Regions from separate parts of the Mus musculus genome. Here region 2 is linked to region 1. Evidence: chromatin contacts called from public ChIA-PET data. All regions are on one chromosome and are shown on one strand. The core of a region is the stretch at or near the end of the contact, and the rest is flanking DNA. Distances in the headings are between cores, read along the strand shown.

Region 1 (6,215 bases), core at 2,810-5,309:
TTAGGCGTGGCACAGAGCGTGGGCTCTTCAGAAAAAAAAAAATTAAAAAAAGTCACATGGGCAGGCAGGGGCTCGTGCCTTTTACCTCAGCACTTGGGAGGTTGAAATCGGATTTCAAGGCTGGCCAGTGCTCCATAGCTCTAGACCACCTGGGCTATAGAATGAAACCCTGCCCTTTTTTTTTTTTTTTTTAAAGCCACCATGAAGAACTCAAGCAGGAAAGTCACTCCAGTGTTCACACTCTGGGTCCCAAGGCAAGCTCTTGAAAAACACTCAGAGTATGGGAAACAGGGCCGTAGGTAAGGATAAGTTCCACTCTCTGTGCTTCAGGAACGCAGGGAGACCACACTGGGTCCCTCCTGGGAGACAAGTGTTGAGTGCAGTAAGGATGGGCTCTGCGCAGCCACAGCACCTCATGGCCCCTTTGCCTCTCCTGCCCCCTCGAGCATCAGACATGCATGTGGTACATAGGCAAACATGCAGGCAAATACCATAACACATTAAATAATAAAATCTCAAAAAGAAAAAAAACATCAAAAACTGGCCTATGGGGAGAGGGAGCAGGGCAGGGGTGAAGCTAGATACTGGCGTGTATTTTCCTACACATTAAATAGCCATTTACACAGATGATTCTCCATCTAGGCCCCCTAGCCCCAGGTCAAATAGTATAGCCTCAGGAGGGGTCATGTGGCATGCAGACACAGACATTGGCCCTCCAAAACTGAGACAGTTCCACCTTAGTGACCAGACAGATGACCTGTAGTAGTGACTTCTGGTCCATTATGACACAGCATCCAACACAGGCAACTCAGAGGAACAAAGTTTTATTTTGGCTCATGGTTTTCAGGGTTTCCATCCATGGCCAATTGGCCCCATGCACTTAGGCAAGATGTTGTAGCAGCAGGAACACATAACTGAGGTAGGTGGTCTTTCCATATATTAGTGTGTGGTGGTGGCAGGCGGAGCCGGAGGTGCTTGTACACAGCTTTTACTGCACTGGGCATCCAAACTCAAGTCCTCAGGCTTGTTCAGCAAGTTCTTTACCCACTGAGCCAGCTCACCTACCTCCATCTTCACTTCTTGATGGACAGAAACCACAGAGTAGATTAGAGGCCTGATAGAACTTTCACATCTATGCTCCAGTGACCTGATATAACCTTCAAATCTATGCCCCAGTGACCTGATTCCCTTCAGAGTTTCTTCAACCTCCCAAAACAGTGCCACCAGCTGGAGACTGTGAGAGACATTGTAAACCATTCCTCAGCCCAGCCGGAAGTAAGAACAACCCATAGGGCAGGTCACCTGCAGAGCAGTGGGGCACTCGGGGCCCTGTGGCCCTGTGTGCCTGGGCCTGTTCCCCCACTTGTAAAGGGGGCAGTGGGTGATCCCTGGGTGTGTGCAAGCTGTGTAAGAAGTGCTTAATCAGACTCTGGTCCTGGAAGCCTCCGGGTGCCGCACGTGATTGCTGGCCCGTGGAAAGCTAACTAAGGAATCTGAGAGCTAGAGGGCTGCGTGCTAGGGAGGCCCGTGCAGAGACTGGATAGAAATCAGGCACTGCTGCCCACTGCTCTAGGGGTGGAACCTCTGTCAGCAGATGGCAGACCCTCCAGGTTAGCTCCAGCCACAGCCAGGCCAAAAGAACAAGAGCATCCCTCGATGATCAGGGCAGCCATACTGACGGCACAGAAGCCCTCACCTGGACACCTGGGCGGTTGTCAAAACCCAGGGTGCCTGTCTGGCCCTTGGTGGGATGCACAACTCCTCTAGGTGTCCTTTTGATGGGAACCCTACCGCCGCTAACTTACCCAGGCCCTGCACTGTTCCTTGGCTAATGGAGTGCACAAGGAAGACTAATGCCCTGTGTCTGGTCACCTCCAGGCGAGCCCACTCTGTCCCCTCGGGGCTAGTAACATTTGAGTTTTTTAATTCACTTAAACAAAGAAAATATCTCAGCCTTGGGCCTGTGCTCCTCTTGGCGAGCCCTGGGCCCAGGGCGGCTGTTTCACGGTGAGGCCTGTCCTCTCCGTCTTGTTTATTCCTGCAGTTTCTCTGCCTTCTGCCTCCGTGTCCTACACAGGTGATTAGGGAGTCTAATTGGTTTGCCTGTAAAAAAGATAATTAATTGGTATTTCCTTCACAGAGAGGTCAGGCTGCCTGCTCTGATCCCTAGCAGAGCCTCTTCCCTGACTCCAGCCCCCTCCCTTGAGGTGGTCCAGCAACCTTTATCTTGCTGATAAAGTCATAATTGCCACCAGCACTGGCAGGCCTTAGGGTTGGTTTCCAAAGATTAAGAATCCCATCCCTGGGCCCTTGGATTGGGGGAGGTAAGCAGATGTAGCTCCAGGGCAGAGGAGCCTCCAAAAATGTAGCAGAAATATCCATAAGGCTAGGTAGCTACAAATGTAGCAGAAATATCCATAGCACTCGGTAGCTACAAAGTATCTGCTGTAAAACCCTTGCCCCAGAACTGGTGAAAGTGAGAACCCCAACCCCACAGCCCAGGGTGGTCTCTCAGCTGCAGGGATGGCGTGGCGTAAAGTGTTGTAATACCTCTCCTGCAAGTGACTGACTCCCTGCCCCTCTCCCCGCCCCCACCCGAAGCTGTCCAAGGCTGGAAGGCAGACACTCCTATTGACAGCACTGTTCCCCTATCTGATAACAGCTCAGTGGCTTATCACTCCTCGGCAGTAAGATCTTAAGCCTTGAGGAGGCTTTTGCCTTATCTCTCTTATGGACCACGTTTGCAGACTGGGTGGACACAGGTGAAGTGGTTGCCCCAGGGTGAACTGAGTAAGAGGGACACACCACAACCAGAGAGATTCCCGGCAGCTGGGGCAAAACTGGTCAGGACATCCCCAGGTGTTACCTGCAACAGTCTGTGTAGCATGATGGGAAGGGAACACCAAGCCCTGGGGACACAAGAGGTGGCTGGTGAGAGGGACTCTAGGGCTATCTGAAGAATGGGTAGCCTCAGGGTGCAGAGGGGAAGGGCTCAGTCTGAGGATTGAGGAGGGGGTTGCTCTGTCTGAACCAGTCTTATGCTGGGGGCAGGGGTGAGAAGTGAGTTCCAGGGCAGCCTGGGGACAGAGAGCCCAGGTGGGACCATCACAGCCTGGGCTCAAGCACAAGGCTCCAGAGTTGCCCAGGGAGCAGAATAGTGAGAAGAGTGGGGACACGGGACTGGACAAAGGCTGTTTCTCTGTTAAGGGGGAGGACAGGAGTTGTGTCTAGAGGCTCAAGTGCTTGTGGCTGTACTATGTGGATATCCTGGGACAGTGTGTGTCTATTGCAGGAAACTGTGTATCTGCTCTCCCAGGGGTAAGGAGTTGGGGCTGCGCTGAATGAATGTGACACTCAAGAAGAGAGAGAAGGGGGTCTGCTCAGAAGAACAGAGACCAACTTAAGTGAGGGGTACCCGCAGCAGGGCCTGGTGTGGTGTGGGGCTGGGCAGTAGCCAGTGATGATGGGGTAGGACAGGTGACAGTCAGGACAGGTGACTGTCCCCCCGAAGCCTGGGTGCAGAGGGACAGGTGACAGTCCCCCCTCCCCTTGAGTTTGGGTACAGAGGGACAACTGACAGTCCCCTGAAGCCAGGGCACAGAGGGACAGGTGACAGTCCCCCAAAACCTGGGTACAGAGGGACAGGTGACAGTCCCCTGAAGCCTGGGTGCAGAGGGTACTGACTGTGTTCTTATGAAACCTGGGTCCTCATCCGCCGTGGACAAGCCATGGACAGAAGCATACATGTTCCTGGGCAGCTGAACTGTCAGTCAGCTTCACCTCACACTTCTAAGAGCAACCAGCAAGGCCTCCAGCTGGCAGTCCTGCCAAGTGGCCCCTTTCCTCCAGGGAAACCGCATACTTGTGGGTGCCTCTCTCCCCTTTCCTCAGCCATGAGTCACCCCTCCTCTAAGAGCTCCCACCAGATACGCACAGGGTTAGTATAGGGGGAGCAGCTGAGGACCTTGGGTGGCCTGCCTGAACACCATCCCTGCAGAGCAAAGGCCTGTTGAGGCAGCAGTCTGTTATGCCCCAAGGATCAAAGAGGCAAAGGCAGGAAGTGAAGGCCTCTCTGACTTGTAACAAGTGTTGTGGCCTACCAGGCAGCCTTTCTTGGGGCAGGGAGAGGTCTGCCACACATCCAGACGGCCTCAAGTGCCAACCCTGTGTAGACTGAGGAGCTGGACTCCATGTCATCCTTCCCATGAAGCATTGTGGTTAGCATCAGTAATGGGAATGTCCTGTTGTCATGGCTACCGTTCATCTTGTCTGAACTTGCAGTTTCCAGCAACAACATGGCAGCAGGGAGGTCATCAGATGAGCGGCACTGAGCAGCTGCTCTGGAGGTGCCAGCTGGCCGCTGTGACTTCTGGAGAAGTCCTTTAGCTGTGTGACCAGAACCTCCTAGCCCGAGGGGTGCAGACATTCATAGCCTTGGACCCATCAGATCCTGCTGGGTCTGTACACTACTCCACTCCCTAGAACCAGTACATGGCCAGTCAGAGCCTGACGTACAGGGCCACCCAGCAGTCACCCTAACTGTGCACAAGCCTCTGAGATATGAAGACAGAGCTGGGATCTTAATGCCAAAAGTTGCTCCTTTTCTTTGTTTGTTTTCTTTGTTTTTTTTCAAGACCCAGTTTCTCTGTAACCCTGGCTGTCCTGGAACTTGCTCTGAAGGAGGTGGCAGAGCACAGCCCACATGGTCCTCCAGTGTACAGAGAGCTAGAAACCACGTTGTCAGCATTGCGGTTCCCAGTCACTGCCCAGGACATCAGTGGTGCAAGGCACAGAGCTGCGGGGAAGGACGTTAGCTCAGAAATGCCCTTGCATAAGAAAAAGGTTTTTATTAGTGCACCATAAGACAAAATTAATACACCTCTGAGAGAAATAATTCTCCCACCTGTAATCTGGAGATATTTCAGAGGCCCAGCTCTTGCAAACCGGGGCTCTGGGGAAGGGACATTAATGTCTCTGGCCCCAGGGCCCTGTCTAACACAGAGATGAAAGATGCTCCCCCACTCAGCCTAGTCCCACCAAGGAGCCGGCCAGAGTCTTCCTATCTGAAGACCCCTTTTCCTCAAAGAGACATTGTCTTAAGGCATCTCAGCACCCTTAATGATGCTGGCCCAAACTGTACCCCCTCTTCGAACTGCCCTCTGTTCTACCCTTGTCTTCCTGCCTTTGCTGTGCAAGTCTTTCATGAAACACCCCATCTCCTCTGTAGCTCATCTGAGGCTCCTGCTCTAGCCAGAGTCCCCCTACACACACACACACACACACACACACACACACACACACACAGACACCATCTTGGACCTCTGGCTCTTAGGAGGTCACATCTCTTCTCCAATAAAGAACCTTCAGGATAAGGGCCATTGGAAGGACCCTGGAGCTTAGTCCTACAGGAAAGTGGACTGTGGTGTGCTATGTGTTTGGGAAGGACCACCTGTCCACTCTGACCGTGCCTTGCCACTCTGCTGCCCCACCCACGCTGCCTGCTCTATAGCCCTCTTCGCACACTCCCTTCCACACACTGTCCTATCCACTCTGCCCGGCCCATGCTTCTGATCCAAGCTCCTCTTGTCTGCCCTGCGTGTCCACAGTTATCTCCCAGCCTCCACACTTCCCTGTCCACACTCCTCTCTCTTTTGGGCTAGCTGAGAGAAATACCCAGGACAAAGGTTTGTCCCCAGCCAGGCTCTGCTTCGTGCCCCCCGTCCACTCACCCGATGACAGTGAAACTCTCCGTCTGCTCAGGGTTCACAGGGCCTCTCTCTGTTTTATTTTTCCGGGTAAAACTTCCGCCCAGCCAGGAGACACAAACCCTGCTGTCAGCAAGTGGACCACGGCTGTGCCGAGTTTGTGGACATCCTCCTCGGAGCCCCTCCGCCTGGCATGCAGCCTTACCTGTTCCTGCCCGGCACGCTGGAGGTAGGCCTCGAGGCCATAGGGGGATCTGCTTTACCACCCCAGGCTCCTCTGAACCTTTTCTCTCCTTCTGCCTGACCCACAGAAGACTCTCGGCAGGCCTAAAGGTGGCCCAAGTTCCCCAGAGGTGCTGCCCACTGCCCAGGAACCTCTAAAAGGCACCAACAGGTAAGATGTGCACTAGCTGGGGTCTGCCGCAGCCAAGCCCCGGCCTTTGTCACCTACCTTTGGCACCTTAGCTGCCTCTAGGCCTGCCTCTCTGAGGGCACCATGGTGAGGGGCCC
Region 2 (6,394 bases), core at 1,495-3,994, 230 kb after region 1:
CCCCAGGCCTCTGTCAACTGGGTCACCCTGTCATAGTGTCCAGGCTGCCCAACATACTCAGCATTGGCCAGAATTCCAACTGGGAAACTCTGGAAATCAAGGCTGACATCCCTTTCTTAGACCTCTTTCTGAACCCCTAGACATCATCCTCCACTTACAGCCTCCAGTGCCCAGAGGACAAGTAGACCTTAGAGGTGCACCCTGGTCAAATGCCCCCTCAGTCAAGCAGTCTTTGCAGAGCTCTCTTTATACCACAGCTCTAAGCAACCCCGCCTCACTGAAGTCAGATGGACCACCCATCCCTGACTGACTCTTGCATCTTCAAGGACCACAGCAGGTCCTCCAACTTGAAAGTTTGTAACAAGAGCCTCAACAGGAGGGAAGACCCACCCCCTGTACTGTCTGGAGTTTCAGAAAAGCAGGCACCTCAGCTTTGAATGTCAAATTCTCCTGTAATCCCCTGAGAACACAGAGTGGCCTGACTCCTCAAATACAGGTGACCACTGGTGGCAGCACTCCTCTCAAGCCTCAGAGGAGCCGAGGAACAACCAGAGGACAAATGGCCACCACTGTCTAAAGACAGGGCTGTATCTTTGACTCTCAACTTTGTCACCTCCATTAAGGCAGTGTCTAACCCTGAGCCTCCAAGACACTGCCTTCCTGGACAGAACATCTTCCCCAATCCACAACTTTCACAGCTGAGAGAGTATCTCTGCCTGGGGCTCAAGCTCTGGAGAGGCACCCAGTTGGCAGATTTCAGAGTAAGTGGGGAGGAAGGCTGTGGAGGAGACTCTTCCAGGGGGAGATGAAAGGAGGTGGGGGGGGTACAGAAGGGGTGCAGTGGTGTGGAGAAGTGGGGAGAAACGGGAGAGTGCAGGAAGGGGTGGAGAAAGGGAGAGGGGAAGGAAGAGGAAGGGGGTGCAGCTCTTGTCAGTTGAGGAAACTGGAGTCAACAGGTTGAATTACACTGCCAGTAACCAAAGTGCTCCCCAGGGGCAAAAGGGAGGGAGGGGTAGGCAAGACTGACAAGTCCAGGACTGGGGGAACTGTCCAAGGTGAGCCATGACCCTAAGGTGTGCGCTAAACCCGCCCTAAGGGAAGGGTGGGTCCCTCCCCTGAGGGCCTCGGCTTTAGCTTAGGGGGTTCCAGGCAGAAGAGAGTCTGTCAGCTTTAGCAGGCTCACTACAGAATCTGGCAAGCCAGAGGACACAGCTAAGCGTTCCCTTTTGGCAGGGCACTCCAGGCCAGAGTCAGGGCTGCAGACCTCAACTTTGGGTGAGGCTGGCTGCCTCCACCACCCCCAACCCCCGAAATCTTTCTTTCTCTGGCTGTACCAGAAACCCGCCTCCAAATCCAGGACCACCAGAAGTTGGCCTGAGGCTGAAAAGAGAATCTTCTACCCAGGCAAGGAACCACTTCCAAAGGACCAGTCACTTGTCTCTGTGGCTGGGACCGGCCACTCTGTAAAACTCCTAGGAATGCTGAGAGCCCAGTTCAGCCACAGGACCAGCATTCCACTCCACTCCCTTTCTCCTTCCCAAGAGCAGCGACCCTCGACCCTTGACCCTTGACCTGGGAGTACCCAGGCTGGTTCCAGGACACACAGCACCTAAGCAAGAAGCTGTCAAAGCCTTAGGCCTCTACCCTCTTCTGTCTACACAATCAGGGGCAAGATTATGGGATTCTCCGACCCAGCCTGGGCGAACCAGCCACCAGAAAACCAACACCATCACTCCGCTCTCATCACTCAATGCTCCTGGACAACCATACTAACCACTGTCATGCCCCTATCGGTCCCCTCCCCACTCCACCCTCTCCCTCCCGGAAAACAAGGCGGAATCCAGGGCTAAGGGCCGAGGCCAGCCCCCAAAACCACCTCCAGGAATGTGACGGAAAAGACCATCATCCCTGTCCTAAAAAACAGGGCAAGACTATTCTGGAGAGCTTCAAAAAGTTCTGTCCCCCGTCCCCCCCCCCCCCCCCCGAACCAAAGCTGCGAAAATGTGCTCTGGTGTTCCCACAACTTCAAGCATTCTTGTGCGTGCCATGGATCAAAGGTTTTCCTTACACTTAAACAGCGGCCAATTTGAATAATCTTGGGTGTGTTGGGTTTGTTGTTGTTTTTTTTTTTTTTTTTTTTTACTTTTTTTTTTTTTAATGCACCAGAGGTTTTCACAATCTGATGAAAACTTTTATAGACCATGCAAGTTTGTCCTTAAAGTCCCTGACTGAGACCAAGGCTAGGAGCGCAACAACACCTGCCTGCTGTGTGCGCCCAGAGAGAACTAGCTAGGCGGAGTGCGCCCCGCCCTCGAGGTTTCCCTCGGGCCACATTGAAGGGCGCCACCGCAGCTCCCGGGGCGCCTCGTCGTCGCCTCCCTGCCTCCTTCGCGCGCAGCACCCCGACAGCCCCGAAGTTCCACCGCCGCGCAACCCGCTTTGCCCGCTGTCCGGCGCTGCGCGCTCACCCGCCGTAGTGCGCCTTCAGACGGACGCGGCCGCCGCTCCGGTCCATCTTGGGGTCCGTCCTGCTGGGCATGGCGCACTCAGCCAGCCGCCGTCAGCGCTGCTTCCAGGGCGCTCCGGCCATGGCTAGCGGCCCCGGAGAAGGGCCGGGTTGCCAGGCGGGGCAGACGGCGGAACGCGGAAGGGAGCGCGCGGAAGGGAGCGCGCAGCACGGGACAGACGGCACCCGCCTCGCCAACTCCGCGGAACTTGGGCGGTGCGCGGAGCTGGGGGCACACTGGATGGGGGCGGAACCTGGCCATCGAGACGGCCAATCCACGAGGCGGGAGGCACCTGTGGCCAATGAGGGCTCCCCGGGGCCGCCACCTGGGCCAATCCTCGGGGGGCCGCGCGGCCGCGGCCCAATAACCAGAGTGCAGGATGAACTACCTGTCGGGCGCGGCCCTGGGCCAATGGGAGCGCGCACGTAGTGGCTTTGCCCGGCAACGGGCGGCGACCCGAATAGTCCAGGGACAGTCAGGCCACTCCGCCCCGTGCTTCTGAGTCTGCTGGGTCTGTTGTGCTGAAAGCCGGGCAAACTTTTTGGAGGTGCGGGTTGTCCGATGTTTTCAGACCTTCGGAGTACGAACTCCAGCTGTCCGCAGCGTCCCCGAGGTTGCGAGGAGCTGAGCAACTCCTCAAAGTGCGAGCTGGTCTGGCCCTCCGGTCCCAGCCCTCCCAACTTCAGGGGCATCCCGCATCCCCAGCCAGGAGGGCCTGTCTTTATTCGCCGCCTCTGCACCAGTTAGCTTCTCCGCCGAACAGATCTGGAGAATCGTAAGGTCTTCTTAGCCCTTCGCTTTACATTCCACACGCGTGCCTGGTTCTTCTTGGTGCCAGGCACTGAGGTGACGCTGGAGGGCTGAAAAGACGCAGCGGCCCTGATCTTACATCCCGCGTTCTCTCTAGAAGACACCTATTGGCAGCCACCTGGTCATCTTCAGATGCCTTTTTGTTTGTTTTGTTTTTTGAGACAGGCTTTCTCCGTAGCTCAGGCTGCCCTAGAGCTCTCTCTGTAGACCAGGCTGGCCTTGACCTCAGAGATCCACCTTCTTCTCGCTCCCAAGTGCTGGGATTAAAGGCATATGCCACCCCCGCAGGCTTTAAGTGGCTTTTAAACACTTTAATCTTAAAAATAATTTTTAAAAAAATGGTGGCATGCCTACAATCTCAATATTAGAGAAACGGAGGCTGTAGCCAGCCCGGTAATCCCCAGTAATGCCTCAGATAATTTTTCAAAACCCTTTGAACTCAAACCTGGTTCTCTGCACCTCTGTAGCTTCTGTCATGGCTATTAGCACTCCTTGTCCTCACCCGCCCAGGCTCCTAAGTGCTGAGATTCCAGATGTGTGTCACACTGAGTTCACAGACATATTTTTGTTTATTTTAGCGTTGGGAAATGGACGAAAGTTTTTATTTTAGGTGTATGACTGTTGTTTTGCCAGCATGTGTAGTCCTGTGTATTTGCACACCTCATGGGTGCAGTGCCCTGGAGAGGTTAGAAGAGCTCTGGGCTCACCCTGGAACTGGAGCAAGTTGTGAGATGCCATGTGGGTGCGTGGCAGGTCCTCTGCAAGGTAGCTGGTGAACCCTTAATCCTCCTGCCACACAGTCTTCCAAGCGGTTAAAATGACAGCCTGAGTTAGGCTGTGCTGCTTGGACTTTTACTTACTTTTCTGCTTGTCTGGTTGTCTGTCTCTGTGTAGCTATGTACCTGTGTATCCCATGCTGTCCTGGAACTAACTCTGTAGTCAAGGCTAGTCTCAAGCTCAGACTGCTTGTCTTCCCCCGCCCCCGCCCCCGCCCCCCCCAACATGCCGAGATTAAAGGCGTGCTCTACCATGTCCAGCTTAACCCTTAACAGCAACAGATTCAGCCAGGGTGTTGTTCTCCAAGGCTATGTCTACCTTTCTCTGGTCACAGCCTTTACATTTTACTTTTTATTGTTTTCGTTTGTTTGTTTTGTTTTGTTTTGTTTTAAAGACAAGGGCTCCCTACCCTCCACTGAGTGCCCCCAAGACCTCACATACCCCCACGCATTCTCACAGTTTCTGCATATCCTCACAATCTACAGTGCATCCTCCCTTTGAGTTCACTAAGACCCGTTTGTTGGCCTAGCCTCCCTCTCTGTGCTGGGATTATGACACAATGTCCAAGTTCTTAAAAAACAAAAAAACAAAAACAAACAAGTCAGCCCTTGCTGGGGTTGTAGTCTAGTGTTTTAAAAGCCTTTGGTTGGGGCTGGAGAGATGGCTCAGTGGGTAAGAGCACCGACTGCTCTTCCGAAGCTCCTGAGTTCAAATCCCAGCAACCACATGGTGGCTCACAACCATCTGTAGTGAGATCTGATGCCCCCTTCTGGTGTGTCTGAAGACAGCTACAGTGTACTTAGATATAATAATAAATAAATCTTTAAAAAAAAAAAGCCTTTGGTAGAAACGGGAGAGATGGCCCAACAGTAAAGAGTAGGGGTTGCCCTTCCAGAAGGGGTCTCTATTCCTAGCACCCACACCTAACTCAAATTCCAGTTCCAGGAGATCCAAGGAACTCTTCAGTCTCTGTGGTCACCAACACAGGTATGGTACACATACATACACGCAGGCCACACAACATAAATTAAAAATGTATATATTGGGCTGGAGAGATGGCTCAGCGGTTAAGAGCACTGACTGCTCTTCCAAAGGTCCTGAGTTCAAATCCCAGCAACCACATGGTGGCTCACAACCACCCATAATGATATCTGATGCCCCCTTCTGGTGTGTCTGAAGACAGCTATAGTGTAAATAAATCTTTTTTTTTTAATGTATATATTAAAAGCCTTTGGTTGTTTTCCTTGCCCTTGGGTGAAAGCTAGTTTTTCACCATGGCAGATAGGCTCATAGGACCAGGGACCTCGTTCCTTTTTGCCGTTACATTCCCCCACATTCACCCACCCCATGGATGACCTTGTATCCTCTGTCTGTGGTACCTTCTCTGATGCCTGCCCAACACACGTCTATGTAAGTGGTCTGTCCCCACCCCCATCACTAAAAGGCAACTGGACAGAAGGTGACACGGTGCCTGGACAGACACGATGAAGAACATCTATCTTGCACCAAAGTAGGAGTACACTGTGACTCTCCTGCACCTGCCCAGCAATCATGATCTAGGAAAGTTGTCCTGGCCACCTGACCAGCTCTACATGTGGCGTCCTATAGCTAGCCCTATAGCCATCTTGACCCCACTTTAGTGTATAGCTTTCAGTACTTCCTGATATACTGGAAAGAACAAGGCATGCCTTGAATGGGCTAGGCAACCTGGTGGAAAAGGGTGCTGGGGAGGTAAAATGCTGACCATGTCTATCCCACGCTGGGCAAATGCCGGGAGCACCACTCTGAGGGTGGGAAAACACAGTCTGAGGTGTGGGAAAGCTGAAGCTGGTATTCCCAGACCCCTGGGCACCTGGTCATCCATGGAGTGCCACACAGAAGAGTCAGGAACAAATGTCAGGGGTCCACAGGCTTGCGAAGAGGCCAGGACCAGGCGCTCCCAAACTCCTGGACACTCAGACTCCCCTGAGTCTCAGGAGTTGAGAGCAGAGTTGGGGACCTGCCGGCTGAGGATGGAGTCTAGCCCAGGGCTTGGGGTGGGGAGGGAAGTCCTGGCTTTGCTCACCAGTGAAGGTCCTTAGCTTGGCTGTGATGGTGGCTGAAAGCACAGAGAGGTCTTCTGCAGGAGGCTGTGGCTCTGTAGGTGAAGACCTGCTCCATGCTCCCCATGGCCGTTCTCAATGAAAGAGTCAGACAGTCCTTGGTTCCAAACTGTTTATTGGTTGTTCATCATGGAAAATGGATGTGTACCGTACCAACTTCTCAGGGTGGACCCAAGATTAAACATCTTTTGCAGCCAG

The links. ChIA-PET counts read pairs in DNA pulled down with a chosen protein or histone mark.
Region 2: a contact with region 1 is called in an RNA polymerase II ChIA-PET map of memory CD8 T cells, with 7 read pairs. The contact joins the promoter of Prkcz here to the enhancer-like site in region 1. A contact is called at or near these places in 3 of 39 promoter capture datasets (liver and pre-B cells), 2 of 115 datasets of contacts at active chromatin or transcription factors (memory CD8 T cells and microglia) and 2 of 9 other capture datasets (adipose tissue and pancreatic islet).

The regions. Positions count from the first base shown.
Region 1 is chr4:155,122,867-155,129,081 of GRCm38.p6, forward strand. It overlaps Morn1 (MORN repeat containing 1), which reads left to right. Exons shown (of 14, transcript NM_001081100.1): 11 at 5,813-5,934; 12 at 6,017-6,099. Among named protein-coding and RNA genes, the nearest start is that of Morn1, 39 kb to the left of the region's middle. Within about 2 kb of position 4,060, at least 90 of the 459 cell types and tissues checked have an H3K27ac peak or open chromatin away from gene starts, as enhancers often do. A contact at or near this core is called in memory CD8 T cells, where this site is marked.
Region 2 is chr4:155,358,684-155,365,077 of GRCm38.p6, forward strand. Prkcz (protein kinase C, zeta) reads right to left here and starts at 2,745. Exons shown (of 18, transcript NM_008860.3): 1 at 2,469-2,745. The coding sequence starts at 2,539.